Regions from separate parts of the Mus musculus genome. Here region 2 is linked to region 1. Evidence: chromatin contacts called from public capture Hi-C data. All regions are on one chromosome and are shown on one strand. Each heading gives the region's core, a stretch centred on a gene start, on an enhancer-like site or on the middle of the called end of the contact. The rest is flanking DNA. Distances are from core to core; before and after follow the strand shown.

Region 1 (6,702 bases), core at 3,096-5,595:
CATTTTGGCCTTGAGATAGGTAGAGAGGGAGTGGAGTTGTCAATTTATCTCTGCTGTCAGGATCCTGCCCTAGCTGTTGCTCATCACTCCTGCACTCTGCCTCCTTGGTTTTCACAATGCCCTGCTCTGCCTGTCCTGTCTTTGCTGATCCATTAACCTTCCAGCCCTCTAAGGATGCAATCTAGACATCATAGCAGATTTCACCAAGCATGTCTGTTTGACGAGGGTCAAGTGACGACGCTGAAAACCCCAGTAGCTGCCCAGAGGTTGCCTCAGGAAAAAAACAAAACAAAACAAAAAACAAAAACAAAAAAAAATGCCCCAATTTGACTTAGTTTGGGAATTTCTTTTAACACACAAAAAAGTATTTGTGTACTTCATTAAGAAAGGGGATTCCATTACATAAGTACTGTCATTTTGAAATTCTCATTAATGTGTAGTAATTTTATCAAGCATTTCATTTGTCACAGGAGCATTGCTAACGGAGCATAGAGTGAGACATATTCATAGGTCAGCATCTGGCCTCTCCATATTAATTTCGCAGAGGCTCTTGCTTAGAGCACGACTGCAGTCACTTGGGGATTGATCGGTGGTTAACACGCTGCTTTTGCCCCCCAGTGTACAATTTTCCTCCTTGTAAGGTAATAAAAGCAAAGAGGAAAAATAGAGCCATGCAACAAGAACAAATTGGCTTCTTCAATAGGGTGCTTTGCTCCACTCATCAGGGGACTTTGAACAGTGGTGCTCTGTGCATCATGATTAAACATAATTAGAGTACATGTTATCATTGAGGGAATGGAGCACGCTTTGCACAGAGCAGGGCATTTTCTACAGCAGAATACAATTTCCTGTTAGAAAGGGACACACTATGCATCAGTGTATCCTCACTACTTGATTGCTTTACAATTGATACACCTGAGTGTGCTTCATAACTGGTACCCTTCTAATCCTGAACACATTTTAGTAGGACAAGGTCTACATCACTTGAAAAGCAATCTGAGCCTCCTGGATAGATCTGTATCAAAACAATACATATAAAATACAAATGCAGGAGCCCAAGATTGTGGTTGTTGAGTGATGGATGGATGTTGGAAACTCTAAAGGCATTAACTATGTGATATGAATTTCATGCAATGAAAAGAGTGTTGGGTTTTGAATCAGAAAATTGTTGGATCCTGTTACTTACTTGCTATTAAAGGAAGTAAATGGTTGCATAACTTGGTCTCTTACAGTCTCATGGATGAGGTGTGAATGGTGAGTTCTTTGTTACAGTGTGAGTTTGAAGAGTAAATGAGCATTGTACATGTACACCATTGGCAGAGGACTTCGCCAGTGCAGGTACTTAGGTTGTGGTTTTGATAGTAAATCTATCCAGCCTCATTGCAGAGTTAGAAATGTGAAGCACATCTGAATAGTTTTTTCTTCCATTTTTATGATACCTTGGACAGACCCCAGGTCCTCATTCATGCTAGGCAAGCATTCAACCCTGGGCTATAACCCCCAACCCATAAAATACAGCTGTTCAAAATTACCTACTGAATAGAGGAAACTGCAGGAATCACAATAAGGATTCATCATAGGCAAGAAAGGGAGGGGTATCCCAAGAACGCAAAATGCAAGACCTAGTTAGTGCTTATTTTGAGAACCCTCCCATGCAACCTCATGGAAAGTCACTTAATACAACAAAATTCAATAGAGGAAGTTTTCATTCCTAGAAAGAAAAAAACATTAGGATAGAGATCCAAGTTTAGAACATGAAAGGAGGCAAGTGTTAACTTTTGTCCTTTTGTTGATAATATAAAAGTCCATTTGTAGAACTTTACTGTGGGGGTTCTGAACTCCACCAAGTAGGGATACTTGAGAGGCCTTGCCTTCCCTGCACTTAGTCTTAACAAGGGAGCCACTCTGGGAAGCTGGGCTGCAGCAGTTTACTATTGGGAAGGAGAAGAATAGCCAGAGGGTTAGGCTTTTAAGTGAAGTGACTCAAAGCAGAATAAAAAGAGGTGACAGCTTTGTGTAGTAGCTCTATTGTAGCCAATGAGGTTTATTCAAGGCAAGCTTTTCTCAACGGTATTAATGTAAGACTAATTAATCAATACACTGTAATATTTATGTCCCAAGTAGGAACAAAATTCACCTAGAAATATTAACTGGCAGATATTGAGCAGGAAATGCAACCAAGTCTTATGTATTTGCTATAAGGAACCAATTCTTGCTTTTGCCAATATGTATTATCCTTTCAATGCATTTACAACATTTCTGAGTAGATTTAGTGACTGCGTCCTATTTACAAATAGATGCCAGTTACAGATTATAAAGAAATTAATCTTGTCTTTTAGAAGCGCTTGAATACCATTGGTACTTATTAGGGGTTTGCATGATTTTTCAAAAGGTGTGTATTGAATACCTACTAAGTACCAGGAATCAGAATACACTCTAGAAAGCCTACAGTTGACAGGGATACAAGTCTTGAAAGACCCCCGTTTTGGGGAGACTCTTGCTCAAATCCTGGGATGAGCTGATGCCCCAATAACTTGAGAGAAACCGTTCTTGATGCAATATCGCATGAGGTTTAATCAGGAATCAGCATGTTGAGGCCGAGTTTGTAACCCGCACAGGGACAGAGGAGATCGACCCCCAGCAGTTGCAGTCCAGGGTTTTTAAAGAATAAACCATAAAGTGAGGGAAGGATAAGATAAACATCGTAAAAATGGGGATGGTGAATTATAGCTCATCTCTCAAGGAAAGTGAGGGGAAGATTAGATCACAAAGACTGGGGAAGTTGAGTAAACCTTCTTGGTCCCTTACACAATGGGTCAGGCTCCTGGGTGGGTCACCCAGCTGTCACCATCTCTTTCAGGATAAAGGCCAAAGAACAAAGAACTCCATGCTGGGCTTCGTTTCTAGGGGTCTAAGAAACACATTGTGTTGGGGTCTTACAGTCTAGCCTATTGGTGATGGTACAGTAGTCATTTTAATAAAATTGGATAGTTGTTAAGACTATACTATGTACTGCATGTAATAAATAATATGGTTTGTTTTTATGTAATCCTGAAAATAAAAAAGGCACTATGAGATATGCACTATCATTTAACTAGATTTATAAGGGAAAGGCATTTAAGGAGATTAACTTGTTCAAGGTCACTGAACTACTATTTCACATTAATGAAATTTGATTATTGTTGACACTATACTGTGTGCTATATGCTCTATGGTAAATAATAAGATGGGTTATATTTATATAATTCTGAAAAAAAATCACTCTGAGATTTGCCCTATCATTTAGGGAAGGTATTTAAAGAGACTAAATAGCTTGTTCAAGGTCACAGAACTATCTGCAAAGCCAGAATGTTATTCAGACCCATCTCTCCAACATCTGTTTTCTTAAATGTATACCCTCCTGCTGAGTAGGATATAGGATGGGACTTAAACCAGTGCCCACTGACAGAATATGAAAAGCATTTTGTGCAAAGTAGGGGCTGGTTACTGCAGAGGATGTAAGCTGTGGGGTTGAAGCTTGTGGTAGTTAGCCGAAACCACGACTACATTGTGAAGACCTTATACTTCATCCAGAAGACCTAAGCCATTCACATAATTGCATTTTCATTTGCATTTTAAGAGGACAAACATCTTAGTGGAGGAAACCAGGACGAGGCCACACATAAGGGTCAGGGTGAGGTTGTATCAGTATACACAATAGATAGCATTAGTGATATAGTAGAGAGCGGAGATTTAAGAGGTAGTTAAAAATAGAAAATGAATAAGATTGGAATGTTCTTTGGTGACATAGTAATTCATTGCACACATGCATTGATTTCCTGGGAATGGATAAGTTAAACTTGATGCTGTGGGATTGATGATCATACACCACCTTTAATGGAATGTGGAGAGACCATCAGAAATCACTCCAGAATGGACTTATGAAAATGGCAATGGTTGGACCACGTTTTTAAAATCCTTCTAACCTGTGTCCTTAATAAATTAAATTTTATTTAATAAATTAATTTTTTTCTCAGGTCAATGAACCTCTAACATAGCTGGTTCATTAGATTTCTTTTTATTATAGTCCAAAGAAAAGGAGCTGTAAGACCCAAAGAGCCTTAAGTCCAGGAAGTCCCACTCACAGAAGCACAGAGCTGGAGATTGATGCAATAAGCAAGAGGTTTATTGATCCAGCGCACTGGGGTCGTCCTGCAAAGGGGCAGAAGCGACCCTAAACACACAAAACACACGCCTTTTATTCAGCTTTTGTGGGCGGATTTTGGTAACAGCTTGAGCTGGTTTAAGCCCATTGTTAGCCCTAGCTGACCTTTTCATTCCCCCCTTTAGAAATGGTAATTAGCCGCTCCCTTCTGAAGAGGCTAGCCCCTGAGCTGCATTGATAGCCCCAGGTGAGGTGAGGTCTTAGTCACCAGAAATGGGAACTGAAATGTAAGTGGTCATTATCTGCACCTGCCTTGTGCTTGGGGCTTTCTTGTAAAGCTTGTTTTGTTGGGTCATTCCAGGAAGGGAGAATTCCTCACAACCTTCTAGTGGATGACCCTCAGCGAACTATTCTAGCAAGGTCTTTCAGCAGTCCTCTTACATTTTCTATGGTCACACATTCCCACAGAGCCACCAAAATAGTCCAAGAAAAAGGAGAAAACTGAGAATAAGCACTTACACACATTTCTATACAGGTAGAACTGTCTCTTTAACTCAAATATTGTTAAATGAATGGGTCAGAACAGACGATGCTCAGGAGTATGTGGAACCAGGTGATCAGTGGTGTCTCACACCGATTAAGAGAACATGTGATGAGTCACCAGAATGGCTCATGTTCTTATACATTGCCTCCCATCATTATTCAGGGGGCTAAAATAGGTATTGGGTACTTTCCTACAATTCGAATAACCAGATAACTACAACCTATGAAAGCAGCACCAAGAAGCACAGCACCAAGAAGCAAAGACAATTAGCTCCCTAAGAATGCTTTCCCAGTAGTCACTTGAACAAAGAGAATCGGCTTTTAATTTAAGGAGAAATAACCAAGGTTCCCACTGAATGTGGGAAATAACCATTTTCTAAGATCTAGATCTGTAAAGTTCTAAATATACATCAAAAGCTACATAAGATATATTTCATATTTTCCCAGGTGTCCTCAAATTCTGCAGGATGCTGTGCCCTTGGAGAATTTTCTTTTCTTTGTCCCCAAGCCTGAGGACAGCATCAGAGCTCAAATATTTAAAAAACAAACAAACAAAAACATTGCTCAGGTTATATTTGAGTCATCAATATACACCCATAACTCAGGGATGGTAGTGGATATTTTAGGCATACTTTTGAGTTCTTCATATGTATTGTGACACAGAAAAAGGTTTTAAACTAGTGATCAATGTCACTTATGATATTTCAAATGTGTGAAAATAAATACTGAGAACCCCTTGTAAGAGTTATATTTTCTATATCCGATTAAAGTATTTTTAGATGAATATACACATGATACTACTTCATGACTTTCTGTGGCTCCAAATGTTGTTTATCATAAGTCTGGCCTTCCATGTGCTAAATTTGTTGTATTGAGTTATAGCCAGGACTTGAATCACAGACACACACACACACACACATGCACGGGTGTGTGTGTGTGTGTGTGTGTGGCTATTTTAATACTGGCTCTGAGAGACAGTACAAAATTATTAATTACTGACCAAAACACCAGTACTTCTGTCCCTGTGTCCACTGAGAGCAAAGGAATCCAGTACAGTACCCAACAGCCACACTAGGTCCCACATCAGCCTTATTCTGACTCCACTGTAACCCTAAGGATGTGCAGCATACCCCCAAGTGTTCAATTTAACACACCTGTCCCTGAGAGACTGTTGTACTTCAATCTGAATAGATAATAAATGAGTCAATAGACCTTGGAAGGTTTGAAGATATAATTAGAATTAAACTGATGCTATTGTCTGTGATTATTGAAAATGTCCAAATATGCAGAAGACCCCATGGTTTTGAGTTTGTTTTGTTTTGTTTTGTTTTGTTTGTTTTGTTTTGCTTTTTGAGTCAAATTTACTATAAGGGAGTCATGAAACATTTAAAATAGAAGGATAACATGTGCCAAAAGCTGCTTCATGGAAGATTGAAAGTATAAAATTCTGACCATAGTATATAGTAGATAGGAGTTAATACAGGGATGAAATAAAGCATTTTACATGTAAGCAATTTTGAGGCTCTAAGTTTTTCATCATCGGTGAGCTTCTGTTAAAGAAGGGCCCAGAGTTTCATCTTAGCACCTTGTGCTTGTAACAGTGAAAGGGAGAAAACTGTGGTCTCTGCGGAGGTAAGTATGATAGGGTAGGAAGGTAAGTGCCTTCTTTAAGAAAAATAATAAAAATGAGAAGAGAAAAAAAAAGAAATGAAAGTTAATATTTACCAAGTATCAGAACAAGTCACAAGGTTTAAATGCTAATATGTACAACTCATACAAAAGTTGGAATATGATTATTATGTGACCCAGTTTTATCCCTTTGTCCCATAATTTTTATGGCACTGCCTTTGATTGCCTAGCAAATTATGATAATTTTGTCATATTTTTCTATGAAGAGAATAGAAAATTTGTTCTAGCTTCTAGCATGACTGATCTAATTTGAGTTCCTGAGAGCTCAGAAAAGCATTTCAGTAGCAAAAGTGTATTACTGCTAATGGCTTGTACACTTTTTGTTT
Region 2 (6,728 bases), core at 2,209-4,708, 1.5 Mb after region 1:
CTAATGTGATCTTAGAGATGAGACTCATCTAAACACAAAATGCATATATATATCATGTGAACACTGAACACAGCCTAATGGTAATCTCATACAGTGTCTTCCATAACTCTATCCAGGAGATGATTGGTTGTATTTCTGTTTGTTGTGCAGTGTAGGTACTAAAAGTGGAAAATTCTGAATTTTAAATTTATCAAAATCCTATGGTGTGTAAGTTTTGCTTATGGCATTCACTACACTGCCCTCGCCATGTTTGTGACTATTTGAGCCTTTGAAGTACTTTTCCAATAATTCTTCCTTCAAATGTTTATCCATTCCCACCACTTTCTCCCAGATTGCCCCTACATGTGTGTTACCATCATTGATGCTAAAATCACCAGCCACCCCAGTTACTGAGACAGAATTCACATTCAGCTTCACTGTTGTGGTTTTTCCAGTTAGTATGTCTATTTAGTTGGTTTTTAATTCTGTTGTTTTTTTTTACCATTTGCCATTACTTCCTTATTCCTTATTATTTTTTCTTAAAATGTGTTGCTATTAGAAACAGGGCCTCACTACATATCCCTGGCTGGCCTGGAACTCATTGCCCTCGAACTCACATCTAATTGCCTGTCTGTGCCTCCCTAATGCTAGGATTAAAGGCCATGACTAGCTAGCTTCCTTAAAATTTGTGAACAGGGGCTGGAGAGATGACTCAGCAATTAAGAGTCTGTCTCTTCTAGAGGTCCTGAGTTCAGTTCCCAGCAACCACATAGTGACTCACATCCATCTATAATGGGATCTGATGCCCTCTTTGGCATGCAGGTGTACATGCAGATAGAGTACTCATGCATATTAAATAAATAATAAATAAATAAATAAATAAATAAATCTTTTTAAAAATTCTGAACAGATATGCAATTTCTAAGTGTAAGCCTTCATAGGCTAATTATATCTTTTCTATTTATTTCCCCTCAACGCTAGAGCTTTCTAGCCAGCAAGCACCCTTCCCCTGAATTAAGTCCTAAATCTTTTTTTTCCTTTTCTTTCATTCTGTCTTCTTTTCCTTGGGTGCTAGGAATTGAAGACAGGGCTTCACACATGTTCATACTACTTCACCACTGTGCTTCGTTTTTAGCTTTTACAGCCCTTTTAAATCTCGGTTCTAGACAAGGCCTCACTATGGCTCAGGCTAGACTTGGGCTTGGGAAACTCCAGCTTCCAAAACCTGAGTAGCTGGGGTTATAGGCCAACAGACACAGCATCTTTCATTCCCACATCTCTGCTGAGTCCACCAAGTAACCTTCAGCCAGACCCATCATTTTCTGTCCATCCCCACTGGGCACTGAGATCCTCACAGGTACTGATGGGCTCTCACTGAGATCTGCATTGCCAGTGGGGGCTGAGGCTTCAGCACATGGAAAGATTCAATGAAGAAATGAATAACTGTTGTTAAAGATATCTGTATTGGTTAAAGTGTGAACATTTAGAGGAGACTGATAAATGCCTATGTGTTTTTGTAACATTTGCCGGTTTTCAGCAATGGAGAAATCAACTGAGAAACCAGATCCACATAAGCTAGATCTCAGGGCTGCAGCTGAACTAGTTCTGTGCTGAGCTTAGTCCCCTGCACAACTTTAGGATTGTACCCAAAAGGAAGAAGGCAACATGCTTCCTTCCAGAGTCTATAGGATAACGATGATAAGAAGCTGGGAACGGAATGACTTCCTTCAAGGGTTTCTGTATGAACAGCAGGATTAGAACGTCGAGAACCTTTACAAGTACTCTGGTGGCTTTTAAATTTAAACTTGATTGTCTTTTGGACTGCCTGTCTTGCACCTTCCTATGTCAAAAAGTTAACTCAAAAGGAAAGATAGTTAAATTGCCATGAATGACAGGAAATGTTCTCCGTTTTCATTTTCAGAGTTTTTTCCTAAAATCTTTTCTTTAAGGATTCATTTGATTTTATTTTGTATGTATGAGTGTTTGCCTGCATGTATGCATATGTACCACATGTATGTCTTGTGTCCCTGAAGGCCAGAATAGGGCATCAGATGTCCTGGAACTAAGGGGTGCAGAGAACTGAACCCAGGTCCTCTGGAAGAGCAGCCAATGGTCTTAACCCCTGCCTGAGGCATCACTCCAGCCCCTCTAACATCTTAATTCAATATCTTGAAAAGGGATATAATGTGAAATAATATTCATAAATGAAAAATGTAAGACTTATAGAAGTCTCTTAAAAATTGTCGATGTTAAAAATCTCTACATAAATGTGTACTATAAATGTAGGCTCATTCATTTTAGAAATATTCCTCTTGCACATGAGAGCAACAGTAAAAAAAAAAAAAAAATCTCTACATTGGCTACACATTTTACCTAGCATAGCTTCAGTCCAGTCCTAAAGGGTTCCTAAAATTCAGAAGTATTCCAACTGTATAACACAGAAACACACACCGGCTACTTTGTAGTTTAAATCTGGTTCTCATGGTATTGTTACTATCAATATTATACAGTCTTTTTTAATATTTAATCTTCCTTTACATCTACAACAGTAGTTCTCAACCTTCCTAATGCTGTGACCCTTTAATATAGTTCCTCATGCTGCAGTAATACCCCCAACTTATAATTATTTTGTTGCTACTTCATAACTGTAATGTTGCAACTATTATGAATCATAATGTAAAAATCTGATCTGCAATTCCAGGGGTCCACAGGTTGTAGACCATTAATCTATGGGATTCTTAAAATCAACTGTCCCTTTTCCTTCTGTATTTCTAATCTCTTTAAGTTAATAGCAGTAAGGAAGTTAGGTAAATTAGGTAAGGAAGTCTGCCCTGACTGTGATGTCCAGTCTCTTGGTTTGTTCTTCAGGTTGGCTTTGGCTAGTCACCCTTTACCTCAGATCTTTGATTACAGAACCCATCATGTGGAAATGATACCTTGACCTCAGCATGCAGGTTGAGGACCCCAGCAATTTTAACAGTAGAACAAAAACCTAGTGCGTTATTGTGGCAATGTAGTGACTATTCTGTTAAAAGAGCAGAGATTTTAAGTTGGTTGTTGAAAACTGTTGAAAACTATGGGTTTAGTTTCACTTTGTTTTTTGATTGTTTTTTTTTTTTTTCCCAAACATTCTCCCCTTGGTTTACATTGCCCAGTTAAGAATTTAAAAGGACGCCTTTGCTAAAGCCTCAGGTTCCACCTGGTTTGGGGGTGAAAGCACAGGAAGCCACTGCATTTTGCATAGTTTCCATTTGAAAAGGTCTACCAGCCCGGGTTCTCTTTCAGGGTGGGCCAGGCTTCCGGGAACCTTGGCCAAGCCTTTAGATAAACCTGCTGGAGGTTGGGATTTTGTATCAGATCCTCAAATGCCACTCAGCTAGTTCCACCTTTGAAAAGCTGCCATTGTAATGTCCCCAGAGTGTGCATAGCCATTCCTAAAGGGTGAGGTGGACTGACACCTCGTAGTGTAATGTGGGGGAGAATTTTTCAGCCACTTGGCATTTGTTCACTCTAATTGGGAAACCAGACAGGCTGGGTTATAGAGGCTCTGGTGTCAGGCAAAGTATTTGAGGAAGGAATTTCTTTTGATGTCTCAACAAAAGGATTTTCAAGTAAATAGCTTGGAGACCTATTTAATTCTTTTTCTTTTTTGCTTTGTTTCTTCCTTTACTTAAACATTCATCAATGCAACCAATATTCACCAAGCATTCCTACAGGCCAGGTGTGTTTTAAATGCCTGTCATTGTGACAACACCTGAGCAGATCAACTCAGGAAAACACTTTGTTTGCACTGTGTCAGGAGAGGACAAAAGACCGAAGTGTGTGGCAGAGAAGACTGCTCACTTCATGGATGAGACAGGGATGTCGATATTCCCTTCGAAGGCAGGCCCCAAATGCTCTGTCTTCCATTAGACTTCCTGCCTAAAGGTTTCACTACTTCCTGGGTACACCAGAGTTGATCAACAAAACCTTCAGAGAAAAACCTTTGGGGCACATCTAAGAATCAAACTATGAAACCAATCAGGATGCCATGTGCCCATAATTTCAGCCTTCAAGAGGCCAGTGCAGAAGGCTCACAAATTCAAATGTGAGCCTGAGCTACATAATAAGACACACTATAAAATACAAAACAAACAAATAAAAAACAAAAAATAATCAAACTATAGAATATGCCAAGCCTCATTCTAAGAATTTGAAATGTATCAGCGAGTAAAATATTTAGAGACCTGGAACTCTGTGTATATCATGTTCTAGTAAGAGGAGGAAGATAATCTACTCATTTCTACCAAGTCTATATAGTCTATTAGAACAGAGAGCAAAATGAGCAATCAGGTACATTGCAATGCTAAAAAGGAAGGTTTGCTGAGAAAAGGTTTAAATTTGAAGGACATAGAGAAGTCGAAGCTGGGAATCTTATAGAACACCAGGAAATGGAGGGATGGCTCAGTGGTTAAGGATACCCACAAGTTCAGTTCCCAGCACCCCTGTTGGCACTGACAACTACTTATGACTTTAGCCCCAGGGTATCTGTGTTCACATGCATATGTGTCCCCAATACATATGCATAATTAAGAATAATAAAAATAATCTTTAAGAAAGAAAGCATTCCATCGAGGAAAAAACTAACATAAAAAGACCACTATAAACCAAAAAAATAAAAAAGTAAAAAAAAAAAAAAAGCCGGGCGTGGTGGCGCACGCCTTTAATCCCAGCACTCGGGAGGCAGAGGCAGGCGGATTTCTGAGTTCGAGGCCAGCCTGGTCTACAAAGTGAGTTCCAGGACGGCCAGGGCTACACAGAGAAACCCTGTCTCGAAAAACCAAAAAAATAAAAAAGTAAAAAAAAAGACCACTATAAGTAGTCTGATGCAATATGAGAACCACAGAGAGACTGTGCACAGTAGTGTCACAGTAGTGTCCGGAAATGGTATCAGAGTCACCGCAGGCCAATACATGACCCATAGGCCATGGGAAGATTAAGGCGATTTCTCTGGATGAAAGGGAAACCGTTATTGAAGTTCACATAAAGGAATAGTGCTTTCTGACTTATGTTTCCAAAGGTTCTCTTTGCTGTGCTAGAAGCAGATGATAGATGAACAACAGCAGCAAGAAGAGACTTACTACGAGGCTATTAAAATAGAGGAGAGAACTTCACACTTATAGTAAGAGAAGCTTCAGAAATAGACACCAGCTATTTATAAAGGAAGAACCAACAGTATTACCTAATCAGTTGGATAGCAAATGTGAGAAGCATTTTTAAGAGAGGAGGAGGGAAGAGGGATGGAAAGCGGGATGGAGGGACTCACCTCCGGAGTTCAGTGGTTTCAGTAATTGAGTTGGGGATGTCTATTAGTCCTCCGATCGGAAATATCTTTTGGCATTTAGATCTACAATCATTGGAAATCATTAGCATGGTGTCCACAGTGATGGGTTTATAGACAGATGGAGCTGGGTGTGGGGAAGAAACAAGCCTGCTGTCTCAGTGCTGAGGAGGCTGAGGCAGGAAACCATGAGCTCAAAGATAGCCTGGGCTCAAAACACTGTAAGCATGGCACAGTGTAGAGGGAAGCCGATAGAAGCGCAAGGTGAAATGAAGCAAAGACAAAGTATGGCAGCTCTCACAATGATTTTTTTGTCAGTAAACAGGGGAAGTGGGACAAGAGAGTTAGTATTTTTAAGAGGTGGGACTAGAACGGTGGCTCAGCAATTAAGAGCCCCTGCTGTTCTTCCGCAGGACATCCTGTGGAAGTTCAGATCCCACAATAAAAATAAATCTTAAAAAAAAAAATTAGAGAAATCGCAGCATGTTTAGCATGTTTATACAGGGATGGAAATGGCATGGTTTTGAGGGGTAAATATGGAAGTTTAGAAAAAAGAAGAGAGTGTTACTGGTGCCCAGATTTTGAATATGTCAAAAAGATGGCACCTAACTCACAGACAGAAGAATCTACTTTAAAAGTGTGAGTGCTAGAGACATGGCTCAGTGGTTATGAGCACTGGCTGCTCCTCCAGAGGACCCAGGTTCAAGGCTATAGGGATCTCCTACAGTTATTCCTGCTTACTCAGTAAAGTGTGAAGCAGTTATGTTGAAGGTCAGAAAACAATGTGGGGAGAAGGGAGCTAGAGTAAAGTGAATGACTGAGAGGATGAAACAACAATCAGGAGAAATAAGGACGTTTGTCCACCGTTGGAAGGGGATCATGTCACTCTTATATGACCTGAGGACACTCAGGATTCGTGACTTTTCTCCAGGTATGCACCACACCAATGCATGAACAGGCTAAGCAAAATGCTAGAGTGACTCTGGTTAGACTGTTCCAAGTAGGAATAATAAGGTATTTGGCAGAGTACCAACCAAGGAGAGGAAGGTGGCAGAGAAGGAAGGGAGCTGAGAGTGTGTAATAGGTCTATATATAATTTTTTTTCTTGCTTATACATGTTTATTCACTTTTAATAAGATAATTGCCAATACATACATTATTTTTCTTAACTTTATTTTTACATTAAACCAATGTCTGTCATGCAGTCACCAAACCCTTCTAGTGAATCACACAGGTTTGTAGTCCACCTTGGACTCCAGCTTCTTGGAATCAGCCACTTTCCTGACTGCTTTCATGAAGTCTTCCTGAACTACAAAATTATGCTGTATATAATTTCTTACTGGAGAAGAGCAAAAATATCGAGGAGCCAGGGCAGGGCAGGTGACAGAGGTTTGGTCAAAGGACTAAACAGGCTGTCGCCGCAAAGACT

What was found. Capture Hi-C pulls out chosen DNA fragments and counts their contacts.
Region 2: a contact with region 1 is called in a capture Hi-C map of embryonic stem cells, with 6 times the contacts expected there. The contact joins two enhancer-like sites. A contact is called at or near these places in 4 of 115 datasets of contacts at active chromatin or transcription factors (embryonic stem cells and stem cell-derived epiblast-like cells) and 1 of 9 other capture datasets (embryonic stem cells).

The regions. Positions count from the first base shown.
Region 1 is chr1:11,273,681-11,280,382 of GRCm38.p6, forward strand. All of the region lies in intron 37 of Prex2 (phosphatidylinositol-3,4,5-trisphosphate-dependent Rac exchange factor 2), which reads left to right. Among named protein-coding and RNA genes, the nearest start is that of A830018L16Rik, 140 kb to the right of the region's middle. Within about 2 kb of position 4,346, at least 18 of the 459 cell types and tissues checked have an H3K27ac peak or open chromatin away from gene starts, as enhancers often do. A contact at or near this core is called in embryonic stem cells and stem cell-derived epiblast-like cells, where this site is marked.
Region 2 is chr1:12,741,448-12,748,175 of GRCm38.p6, forward strand. The region is part of intron 2 of Sulf1 (sulfatase 1); the gene reads left to right. Among named protein-coding and RNA genes, the nearest start is that of Sulf1, 52 kb to the left of the region's middle. Within about 2 kb of position 3,459, at least 39 of the 459 cell types and tissues checked have an H3K27ac peak or open chromatin away from gene starts, as enhancers often do. A contact at or near this core is called in embryonic stem cells and stem cell-derived epiblast-like cells, where this site is marked.